Linked DNA regions of Sus scrofa: region 2 is linked to region 1. The links are chromatin contacts, called in public promoter capture Hi-C maps. All regions are on one chromosome and are shown on one strand. The core of a region is the stretch at or near the end of the contact, and the rest is flanking DNA. Distances in the headings are between cores, read along the strand shown. Region 1 holds the start of LOC100521972 (zinc finger protein 546). Region 2 holds the start of HNRNPUL1 (heterogeneous nuclear ribonucleoprotein U-like protein 1).

Evidence for each region. Promoter capture Hi-C pulls out the DNA fragments that hold promoters and counts their contacts.
Region 2: a promoter capture Hi-C map of liver shows a contact between it and region 1, with 3 times the contacts expected there. The contact joins the promoter of HNRNPUL1 here to the promoter of LOC100521972 in region 1. A contact is called at or near these places in 1 of 5 promoter capture datasets (liver) and 1 of 47 Hi-C or Micro-C datasets (liver).

The regions. Positions count from the first base shown.
Region 1 is chr6:48,415,284-48,421,457 of Sscrofa11.1, forward strand. LOC100521972 (zinc finger protein 546) reads left to right here and starts at 3,434. Exons shown (of 5, transcript XM_021094380.1): 1 at 3,434-3,539; 2 at 3,891-4,190. The coding sequence starts at 4,182.
Region 2 is chr6:49,276,488-49,282,661 of Sscrofa11.1, forward strand. It overlaps HNRNPUL1 (heterogeneous nuclear ribonucleoprotein U-like protein 1), which reads left to right and starts at 3,809. Exons shown (of 17, transcript XM_021094416.1): 1 at 3,809-4,109. The coding sequence starts at 3,809. AXL (AXL receptor tyrosine kinase) reads left to right here. Exons shown (of 23, transcript NM_001128458.1): 23 at 1-1,430.

The sequences.
Region 1 (6,174 bases), core at 2,184-4,683:
AGCCATGTACACCAGAAATGACAGCAGACCAGAGTAAGGCTAAAACTTTAATTGGTAAGAGGCAGTAATATCTCACATTAGCTGGGGGAGGGGATATTTGGTATATTTTGTGTGTTGCCCAGCAACTTTGTTGTCTGCTTCAGCAAAATTAGGAAGTGACCTGTTGTTACCGTCTCAGAGTGACCTTGGTGATGGTGTTCCATGAGACCGTTTATGTCCTCAAGAGAATAATAGCCTAGCCTTGAGTGCCAGGCCAGCTTTCTTTTATTTATTTATTTATTTATTTTTGATCTTTTTGCTATTTCTTGGGCCACTCCCACGGCATATGGAGGTTCCCAGGCCAGGGGTCGAATCAGAGCCATAGCCACCAGCCTCCGCCACAGCCACAGCAACTCGGGATCCAAGCTGTGTCTGCAACCTACACCACAGCTCACAGAGGTTCCCAGGCCAGGGGTCGAATCAGAGCCATAGCCACCAGCCTCCGCCACAGTCACAGCAACTCGGGATCCAAGCTGTGTCTGCAACCTACACCACAGCTCACAGCAACGCCGGATCGTTAACCCACTGAGCAAGGGTGGGGACCGAACCCGCAACCTCATGATTCCTAGTCGGATTCATTAACCACTGCGCCACGACAGGAACTCCCAGACCAGCTTTCAATACCACTGAGGCTTACCTGTAAGTGGCAGGTCAGTTTTTGCATCTCAGGGGCTGCTTTTTTTCGATACTCAATTACATACTACCATGTTGCAAGAAAGGGGCCACTTTGCTGAAGAGCCTAGGCACTCATACCTTTTGGAAGTAGAATCTTTAAAGCAAGCATTTTCCTTTTTTCTCTGTTCCACTCTGCAAGGATGAGAAAAAAAAATTCAAACATATGCAAATCTGTTTTTAACTGTTTTCATTGTAAAAATAATACACATAAAGGTGCCCCAAATAAAAATGTATTGTGTAATAACTTACTATAAACAGAACACTTGTGTAAACATCATCCAAGGACCAGGGGTTAGGTTGCCACAGAAAAAGAAATTCCTACACAACTATTTGCCCACAGGCAGTGATCCATTTTCTGAATACATTTGCAGTTACTGCCATGGTGAGTGCACCCTGGCCTGATACAGCAACAGTGTGGACACATGGCAGTCATTTCCTCAGTTTCATGTGCTCTTCAATAGCACTTGCTCTGAGTATAAGCAGGATCCATAAGCATAGCTCAGATCAGACTACAGAGCATGTTCTGCCAAGTAGTTTGCAAGGACTCTGTTGATCAAAAATGACTGTGTAGCAGTGTGGCAACATGACAAACGTCACCGCTGTCTGCAAGTCCAGAAACCAGGTCATGACGGCACAGATCACACTGCAGCCATCCCAGATGATTCAAACATAGGCTTCCATATCAGCCTCAGAGGGAGAGGATGATGAAGAAGCCTAAGATGCCAGAAGATGGTGTTCAGTGTCCTCATGACTGCACCATGTTTTTACTCATCCTCACAAATTATCCCCATGTGTTACTTGTGCATTTTGCCTTTTCTTCAGGAATTTAAGGTGTATTTACTGTTTTATGTGATAGGACAGGTGTTTCCAGTGGACTCTTCCTGCTGAAGCCGGGACACATCAGGCCAGGCAGATGCTGAACCCAGAGCCCCGCAAGGGAGGGCCAGGCCTCTCCCCAGAGGTGACCTCAGTGGCCCAGCACTTGCTGATTTTATTTGTATGTCGATCCAGATGAATAATAGTTGTATGTACATCTAGTTTCAACCCACCATCACAAGACTCATTCCAGTTTTCTCCTTTTCCATATCTGCAATTTCTCAGACAGCGAGAAGCCTGGCTGCTCCCATTGCACTTGATATTTTTACTTTTTGATCAGCACCCCCATCCCAGCCTCCATCACATGTAACAAACTCCTATCACTGCTGCAATGGCCTTTCCCACACAGATGCTCTCCCCATACCACTTGGGTTCTGACATCCACTCTCCTATTCAACCAATATCAGCGTCTCCAACACCCCCACTTGGGCTCCACAGGTAGCCACAGCCTTCCTCACCCAGCCTGAGCTCTGAAGTCCCCTGTAGGGCATTCCTCCAGTGTGGATGCCCTCCTTATGCTGCTGCTCAGGTTAACACTCCCATACCAGAGGGTGTAACCATTTGCATTACCCCTAATAAGCCCTTCAGTCAGCACCTAGCTACTCCCTGCCTCAACACCCTCCTCACCCTGCTCTGGCGCCAAGACCCGCTCTAAAGCCCATCCTATGGCTTTAGGGCTGAACTGCTCACAAAGGGAAGGGAAGAGAAAGGGACAAATGTGTTAGCATCAGACTCTAACTGCCCACTCATGATTCTATGGCACAGTGCCTTTCTAGGCATAAAGCTATCTCCTCAGTCTGAGATTCTCAAATTTATCTGCCAGACACTCCTAACAGCACAGAAGGGTAGAAAGAATTCCCTCAAATTTTAAAAAAGTTCCCATGTTATGATGGAGCATGAAAATGTGAGAAACGGGATGTATATATGTACGTGTGACTGGGTCACCTCGGTGTACAGTAGAAAATTGACAGAACACTGTAAACTGGCTATGATGAAAAGATAATAATTTTTAAAAATTTGTAGAAGTTCCCACAGTTTGTGTTTTTGTCTATGAAAAAACTTCATGTGATTCTATACAAAAAGGCAAAATTATTCGACAGATAAATCGCAAATCTTTGCTCCAAATCTTGAAATAACAGCTGATGCTGCAAGAAGATGCAACATATTGTCTTTATAATCTGTCTGTGGCTGCACACGGTCACACACACCCAGTCAGCACATATGTAGATCACACACCCACGTTTCACATAGCCCCGCTTGCACCCGCCACTCAACTGCCGCAGTCACACAGCGCCCCGCACACCCAGCCCCTCACACACACACACACACACACACACACACACACACACACACATCACCCGGTCACAGCCCCGCACGCCCACAGTCCCCGCCGCGCCACTCCCCGCCATGCTCAGGTACGAATCACCCTCGAATGCCGCTTCAGGCGCACACCGTCCCTTCCCCAAAGAGTTACATGCAGGGACACAGCTCACTCTCAGCCAGACGCGCAGTAGGTGCCGAAGCCCTCACAGCGGGGCACACACACACACACACAGGCTCACGAAGCCAGGTACGATGGGCCACACACCTGTGCACCAGGCGCCCAGACTACCTCAGGGAAGAAACCGACAGAATCCGTCCCTACGCGCTTGGCCTCAGGGCTGCACCCACGGCTGCACTCGGCGGCGCAGCACTCTGAGGGTCCCGAGAGGCTCGCACCTGCCGGACCGCTCCCGTCGGGAGGTCGCTCGGCTTACAACGCTGGTCAGCGGTCTCCGCGGGGCGACCAGAGACGCCAGATCCGCGCGGCGCACATACGCCTGCGCACTCAAAGCCCGAGCACATCGCCTTCCGGCTGTGGACTACATTTCCCAGAAGCCCCAGGGGAGGCGTAAACTTGGACCCTGAGGGCCCTCAACCGGGCGTTCTGGGTGGCTCAGCCACCGCAGGTGAGTTAATGGAATCCTGGGGAGAAGTGGGAGCCAGGCGAGGCGGAGCGGGACTCACCTGGGGTAGGGGTGGGAGTGGAGCTGCCCCCAAAGTGTGGAGCCCCGGGCCCATTGTGTTTGCAGCCTCGGGCCTGTGGGGGCTGGAGGAGCAGAGGAGGATCGTGTGTCTGAGTGTGATAGGCTGTGTGTAGTGCGTGTGTGTGTTTGCGCGCGCCTGCACACCCACACTTAGCAGGACCGAATCGGGGCTCCTGTCGGCGTGCGCGGTTGTCAGTCTGATACTGGTGCTTGCCTCAGTGGTGAGCGTCACGGACCCACACTCCTGCTGCTTTCCCCACCCTCCCCTCACAGCCCTGGGTGTCGGCACAGAGCTGTCCTCAAGAGGAAAGTCCAATAAGATGAAGGCCCTAGGAGGAAGTTTCCCAGCAAGAAGGCACAGTCCTGGACAAAGGATGGGGCTATTGAAGCTAGAATTGTCTCGGAGACAGATTCCTGGGATGAAATGATGGGAAGCGTTCCTACTTCAGGCGCTGCGGTTGCTGCTACATTTTTCAGGAACCGCAGCATTCCCATACCTCGGATTCTAGGAAGCTGCTGTGATTTCAAAGACAAGTTCCAGCCTCCTTCTCCCATCCGGTCCGTATGTGTGAGGTGAGTGCTGATGTGGCCCTAGAGGGTCCCTTCTCTGTCTCAGCTCTAAGAAAGGCCTGGTGTCTCCCGATTTCCTTCTTATCCAGTTCTGCCATTCTTCACAAGGGGATCCTGGGGAGAAAGGGAAAATTGTTGCACATTGAAAGTACAGATCAGGTGAGTTTCTACTTCCTCTTTGTTCATAAATGCATTTTTGCTTTTAGTACATGGAAATATTTGCATTTTTTTCTGAAGTGTCCAGTGCCATGGGTGTGCTCTTAAAAAAGAAAAAAGAAGAAAGAAAGGTTGTCAAAAGAAAAATGAACAATATGAGTAAAGAAATAGTCATTGTGATGAACAATAATGCTCAAATTTTATGAGTGCCATTTATTATTATTGAGATTCAGAGACATTTTACAAGGGTTATATCCAGTGATATATATATTTTTTGTGGCCGATCCCACAGCATATGGAAGTTCCTGGGCCAGGGACTGAATCCCAGCTGCAACTGGCACCACTGCCACACCTCTGGCAATGCAGGATCCCTTAACTCACTGTGCTGGGCTGAGGAGGGAACCTGTGCGCCAACGCAGCGACCCGAGTTGCTGCAGTTTGATTCTTAACCCACTGCACCACAGCGGAAACTCCCAAAGCAGTATTTCAATAGATTATTCAGTGGAGAAAGAGAACCAAAACCTGTTCTGTTTTGCCCATATTTTCTTATTTAGTCTACACACTCCCCTCACCTGACATGTCCATTCAGGGAAGAACTTGTCAGTAAAAAGATCTTATTGTAATGAAGAATGTTCAAGAATTGGTAGGCTTTATTTAAAATGGTCACACTGATTCCCTTACTATTCCCACACATGTCAAACAGAATTGCTTCTAAGATTTAAAAAAAAATTGGGTATAGATTGTATACATAAGATTATGGAATTAATGCTTGCTTTTTGAAAAAAACAATCAGTTATTCAGTTATATTACATGAGAGACTTATATGAGATTGATGCACTGCCCACTGTGCTAAGAAGGTCATGAGGGACTTATAAAAAAGAAAGTTAAAATAGCATCACCAGTAATATTTGGGGAGGTTTATTTTAGCACATTTTTCTGCACCTGTATATGTGTGGTGTGTATGTGTTTGTGTGCAGAATAGAAACTGTTCTACTTGAGCACTCAAAGGACATAGACTCAACTCCCATTAGAAAACGTTAACTCTATGAATCCAAACCATAGGTTTCTTTTACCTCCATGAATATGGAAGAAGAGGAAAGTGCCAGTGACCCCCTCTAGAGTGATAAACTTTCCAAGTACTTACAGCACCAAATTCCCACAGTTTAGTGTTACCTAAATTAATTAAGAGCAATTCAGATAGCACAATTTATCAAATAAGGTAGCCCTTCAGGATACTTTTTTTTAGATTTTTAAGTTTGTTTTCACAGGACATGGCAATCACTTTTCCTGTCCAAGAATCTTTTAATGCAAATAACATTTTGGAAGACAGATTTATAATAGTAGGAAACAAAATAAGATGTAATAACTATAAATATTCATGTGAATCTTTACATAAGACAGAAGGAAAAGACTGAACCTCCGGTACTGCATTTAATGTCTTATTACATTCTTTTTCTTAGGTTTATGTCAAAGAATGTGTCTCCTCTTTATAGCTGCAAATACAAGGAGAGATTTCTTGGTTAGATTTCTGAAAATCTGTTTGTTAGTATCGTTAGTTAAAACTAATTTCACATCCAAGCCTTGGCTTTAAAATATGTGCAATGTCATTATAAAAAAGAGTGGGCATGAGACTCAAATTTTACTATGAAAAAAGAAAGTAGGGAGTTCCCATTGTGGCTGAGTGGATGTATCCATGAGGATGCGGGCTGATCCCTGGTCTCACTCAGTGGGTTAAGGATCCTGCATTGCAGTGAGCTTTGGTGTGGGTCGAAGACGCAGCTTAGATCCTGCATTGCTGTGGCTGTGGCGGCAGCTGCAGCTCCAATTCAAC
Region 2 (6,174 bases), core at 2,559-5,058, 860 kb after region 1:
CACAGGGGAACCCCCTGACTCTCCCACTCCAGGCCTTACCTCCAACCATAGCCCCCTCTTCCTACTCCATCCCAGACAGGCCCTCCCCCTTTTCCACACCTTAGTGTCCCTGTGTGTCAAAGGAAGGGATTGGACTGCAAACCTTAAGGATCCTCCCAGTTCGAACATTCCAAGGTTCTAGATTCTAAGCTGTAAAGAGTCTAGATTGAGAGGTTCTAAGTTTCAAAGATGAGTCTTTGGTTCTAAGGGCCTGAAATTCCAAAGTCTCTAATTCTAAAATGCTAAGGTTCTAGACATGGAAGTTCTAAGGCCTATCTTCTAAGGCTCTGAGCTTCTATGGCTCTAGATTTTTCTGGTTCTAAGATTCTGGATAAAGCCTGCAAGATTTTAGGTTCCAAAGCTCTAAGATTCTAATTCCAGGATCTAAGGCTCTATAATTCTAGATTTTATTTTTCTAGGGTTCTGAGTCCTTAGGGTATAAGATTCTAGATTCTATAATTCTAAAAATTCTACAGTTCCAGACACGGAGGTTCTAAGGCCTAAAGTTCTATCATTTGATGTTCTGAGCCTCTCAGAGTACAAATTCTCTGGCTATAAGACTCTAGATCATAAGCCTTCAAGATCTGATCTTCTCAAGTTTTAAGATTCTAATGATGGTCAATTAAAGGTTCCATGGCTTTATGATCCTCAAAACTTTTGTTATGATATTCTGGATCCTAAAGATCTAAGATTCTAGAATCTGCAGTGCAAAAGTTTTAAGAGTCTAAAGATGGAGGTTCTAAGGTCTAATGTTCTAGATGTGATATTCTAAGACTTAGTCTAAGAACCTAGATTCTCTATGTCAAAGATTCCAGATCATATGCTTCAAGATTCTAGATTATTAAACTCTAAGATTCTAATGTTGTTCTGTTCTGTGTTCCAAGGCACTCTAGATTTTGTTGGTCCAAGATTCTGGATCCCTTAGCATCTGTGGTATAAGGCTCTACAGTTGGTGGTGACTATCCAGAGGCCTAAGTTTTAATCATTTCTAACTTTGGACACCTTCAAGTTCTGTGCTGCATCCTGTCTTTCTAGGACTTTAGTTAAGGGTCCAAGAAGTCACAGTTCTAAATCTTAAGGTTCTAGGCACTAGAGTTCTAAGATTCACATGTGGTAAGTTTCTTAAGGTCTACAGGTCTAGAATTCCAAGGTAACCTTACAGAATTAGCCTGTGTGACCCTTCCCTTCTTAGCCACCTCTGTTTCCTCTTGTGGGGGCATGCCCCCTCAAACCTGTGCAATGCATTAGGGTTGCCTCTTTTCCTCAGAGGACAATCTCCCTCCTTTTGGGCCATGCTGCCCCCCCTGAGCCAGTCCCTCATGCCCCCTGAACAGAGTATGGACTCTGGCACCTCCGGAGGGGCTCAGATCACATAAAATTTTGTAACCGTGCTTCTGCCTCCTCTTGTCTCCACTCAGCCCCTCTCCCTGTCATCTCAGTTTCCCTATCAGTAAAAAGGAGGGTTGGTGGGGTCTTGGAGTTCTCCCTTCATTAAAGAGAAAAGAACATATATACATAGACAGAAGGACAAGCAAGAAAAACAGACTCTCTGAAACCCCTAGTGAGTAAGAGACATATAGATAAGCACAGGAGCACAGGGACCCTCCCCCACCCCAAAGTAACAGCCACGTGAATTAATGGATATACCCAAGTACACCTGGTCACAAATACTGAGACACAAATTCAGACACAGAGTTACACAAAATTACACAAATACAGACATACTTACAAACATGCACAGGCAGGTAATCACCAGGAATAGGAAGAAACTAGAATAACACAGATAAAAACACTATAAAGTGACACAAATATTCAGACATATAGCGTATGTACAGGGAACTCACAGATCCAAGCGTTCAGATTCACTTACAAACACAGGCACAGAGCGCCTCCGAAAATCTCGGGCCCACATAGGGACTCCTGCCAAGACAAGCCCACTATGTTTTGCACGCATCGCGGGTACACACCATCCTGGGTGTGTCCGGCAGCGGATGGAGGAACCCTTGGCAGCGCCCGGACGCCCCCGGGTGGTGACTCCTGAAAATCGAGAACAGTTCAATCCGGGCCATAAACTTTTCGAACAAATCATTGTGGGAAGCTGGGAGGAGAGAGGAAGTCGGACGTGGGCGAGGGGCGGGGTGTCTGGACTGGAACCTACGGGCCCACGTGAGTGTCTGTGCCGCTTCTGAGTGGGTGCTGTGTGTCTAGGTTGCTGTGGTGTAAGCCTGTAGTGTAACTGTCCCTTGTCTTTATGTTTTGATGCCTCCAGCTTGTGCCGACCTTAATAGGTACATCTACACTGCAGTTTGGTGTATTATCCCCAGAATTGATGCATCTGATCCTACACACACCATTTGTTTATCTGTATTGTGTGTGCGCCTTTGTCTACGTAGAGGGTGTGTGTGGCTTTTGTAGGCTTTAGGTATAGCCCAGTGAGCAGCGGGCATTTGCATTGTGCATATTGATAATGTACCTTACAGAAGGCTTGTTTTTTTGAGTTAGAGGCGACAGGTGGTGCAGGGTTAAACATAATGAAACTACGGCGTTTAGTAGCGCGAGGCTTAATCTGTGTATTGAGCTTGTCAATACAGACGCCAAACTAGCAAATCAGCATAGATGATTTGGGGTAGAGACCCCTGAGCTTTTGGAAGCCCTTCCGCATGGAAAGGGAATGACCGCGTACAGAGCGCCCATTCCACGTAAGATAGCAACCGGAGAGAAAGACGTCAGCGCAGCTATGATAATGGAAAGAGGGGCCCCGTGAGATGATCTATCAAAGGGGAGAGAGTGAGATTTCTTTCACAACTTTTTCCCCGTTGTTTGTCTCTGCTTTCAAACCTTCAGGACTCTCTGAAGCCAAAGAGCTGCTTTTCATAAAAGCAACTGAGTTTCTTCCAGACTAAGAACAATTTGTGTACCTAAATCTCTGTTTAGTATACTTCCCTCTACGGCGAAGTTTGTAAGGCGGTCCGTAACCAGAATAGCCAATCTGGCTAGGTTTTCCTAAAACGGTGCAACTGTACTAGCTTTACCGAGATAAGACAGGAACTACGATTGGTGGACAGATTGTTTTGAAACCGCCCTAACGGCAAGGGGAAGGTCCTTCGTGAATTCATCTCTTTCCGGTTTCCTAAAGGCAATCTTGAAAGGGGGCGGGGAGGAGTGGTTTGCGGACCCTCCATTTGATTGGTCCTAGTGGTTTTACCCGCTTGGACGCCTCCAGGGGCGGGAGATTTAGACCAATCAAGATATGTGTTACAGAGACACTAGTTTGATGAAAGGACCGCGCAGGAAAGGCCGTGGGGACCTCATTCTGAGATCTCACTGCTGATGGGTCCAGGTCTTTACTCCCTTTCCCTCATTTGACCCTACTGGAGCGGGCGCGCGAACGCTACCCAATCACCGCGCGCTCCGCCTCTCACCTTTTCCCGCCCTCCCGCTCCGGCTTCGGCATCGACGTAGGCCAACGCTTCCTCCCCGGTAGCTCCCAAGCCCTTTCAGTGCCGTTCTTTTGAAAGACACGCTCTGATTGGTCGAGTCTCTGGGCCCGCGCCCGTTGCTCCCATGCGGTGGCCAATTGGCACCCGTGTTGCATCGCACGGGGCCACGGAGGAGGGGGAGGTGGCGGCGGCGGCCATTTTGAGCCGCCGCCGCCATTGGAGTGGGGGCCCCCCCCTTTCCCCCTTCGCCTCCTGACAGGAAAGGTTTAAGGGGGACAGAGCCCTGGGAGGCCGGGCCGGGCTCGGGGGCCGCCCCGGGGGCCCGGGCCATGGATGTGCGCCGTCTGAAGGTGAACGAACTTCGCGAGGAACTGCAGCGCCGCGGCCTGGACACTCGTGGCCTCAAGGCCGAGCTTGCTGAGCGGCTGCAGGCGGCGCTGGAGGCCGAGGAGCCCGACGACGAGCGGGAGCTCGAGGCCGACGACGAACCGGGGCGACCTGGGCACAACAGCGAGGAGGTCGAGACCGAGGGGGGCTCCGAGCTGGAGGGGACCGCGCAGCCACCGCCGCCCGGGCTGCAGCTGCAGCCGCACCCGGAGCCCGGCGGCTACTCGGGGCCGGACGGACATTGTGAGAGTGCGCGGGGCGGGGGCCGGGGAGCCCGGAGTCCGGGCCGAGGAAGGGCTGTGGGACGCGGGAGTCCGGCGCCTGAGGTCGGGGAGACGATCTAAGGATCGGGGGATGCCTCTGCCCGTCGCTGAAAAGGATTTGGGGACAAGGCCCGCGGGACGACCGGAGGGCGAATCCTGGCATTCGGTGCAGGGGAGATCCTGGAATGGGGGGCGGGGGTCCTCGGTTTCGGAGATGAGGAAGGTCGGCGGGGGGGGGGGTTGTAAAGGGTTCCGCAGCCTAGGACTCGGAAACCGGAAGCTGTGGTTTCTGGACCCGAAGACAATCGGAAGAACAAGAGGTTTTCTATTTGGGGGGCTGAGGAGAGTCTTGGAAATGATGATCTTAGAGCTTGGGAGCTGTGCGAGCCCAGGCTATGAGCTAGGCGTTGAGAGCTTTGTTTTCTGGGCTGGAGAGTTTTGAGGATGGAGGATCCTGGAGTTTGCTCCTGAATGGGGGGCACAGGGACTTCTTATATTTGGTATTAGTGTGGGTTGTATGTAAGATGGGTGCTGGCGTCTGGCCGGGGAAGGTCCAATAGACTGTATGTTCTGGTGTTTGGCCTGGGAGCATTTAGGGGATGTGGGAGACCACCATGCGATTGTACTGTGAGGGACTCAGATGCAGGACTAGAAGGCCAACCCGTAGGCAGGGACAACCTGGGCATTTGGTTCTGGCAATTTGGGGACTTTCTGATTGACTTCCAGAGGCGGTATATGGAACCTTGGTGTACAGAGGCTGGTGGCAGAGAGAAGGATGCCTCCCTGGGTGAGGAACCAGGAGGTCTAGAGCTGGAAAGGCTCTGAGGACAGATAATGCAGTGGCTACTGCTGAATGGTTTTAGATTAACAGTATCTGTCGTTTGGAGAACAAGTGTAGCTGGGGGTGGGGTGCAGAAGATAACAAATTGGTGAAGTTTTGAAGTGGATGGAGTATCTGGGGGATAGAGAACCTTGTGTCCAGCAAGGAGTATGTAGCTGGTCCAGTAACTACTACAGGGGAGGGGAGAGTGTGTAGGATATGGAGGGTGAAAGGAAACCTGTTGACTTGGCTGCCAGCCTCGGGGTGGAGTGGGGGAAGTGTTGGGGGGGGGTGGCTGATCATCTCCACGAGAGGGCATGTTGGTCCCCAGAAGCAGTTATTTGTGTACCCAGGGATTGGAGGAGCCTCAAGGGGTAGCAGGGAACCTCTACATCAGCCACAAGATATGACCCTGCAGAGAGAGGATGGAGTAGATGTGTGATTTTCTGGAGAGGAGACCCTGGTATGGGAGGGACTGAATCTGGAGTTAGAAAAGGGTGGTTTTCTAGCAGGACTGGCAGTGGGGATCAGAGTGGTAAAAATTAAGTAGAAAGGATTCTGGCATCCAGAGTTTGTGTTATTTCTCTGAAAAGAAAGTACTTTGAGCTATGGGGTTAAGGAAATGAGAGCTGAGGAGTCGGGGAAGACACTAGTATTTACCTGTTGAAGAGAGATGGGATCTCTCCTGGAGCAGGGCAATGTGTAGATTTGGGGTGGGGGGCAGTTGTCTGGGACCCAGGTACTGGGGAGGGTACTTCCCCATGCAGAGACCTGTGACAAAAGGAGGAGTGGGCCAGCGTGCCTGCCTAGGGCAAGTGAGCCCCTGCCAGGAATGCCTAGGAAGAAGGGCCAGTGGCTGGAGGTATCTGCAGAGGAAAGTGAAGTGCTTTAGAGGACAGGCTCTAGACTCAGATTTTCTTTCAAATCTGGCTCCATGGCTTGGGCAAGTCACTTCACCTCTGTGAGCCCTGGTTTCCTTGTGTGTAAAATTGGGATAATAATAGTGTCTCCAGTGTTGTTATGAATGAGATCACATGTGTAAGAGGCTTAGCACTGGGCCTGCCTATTATTAGGAAGTGGATGTTTTAGAGAGCAGAGAAGGGCCCCAGAATCATAGCTTCTCTGGGCGAGGCTTCCTCTGTGAGCACAGAAGAGAGTCTCAGATGTGAGGCTTTTATGGCAAGAAGAATACTGTGCTTAGCGCCTGGAAGAAACAAAATAGTTT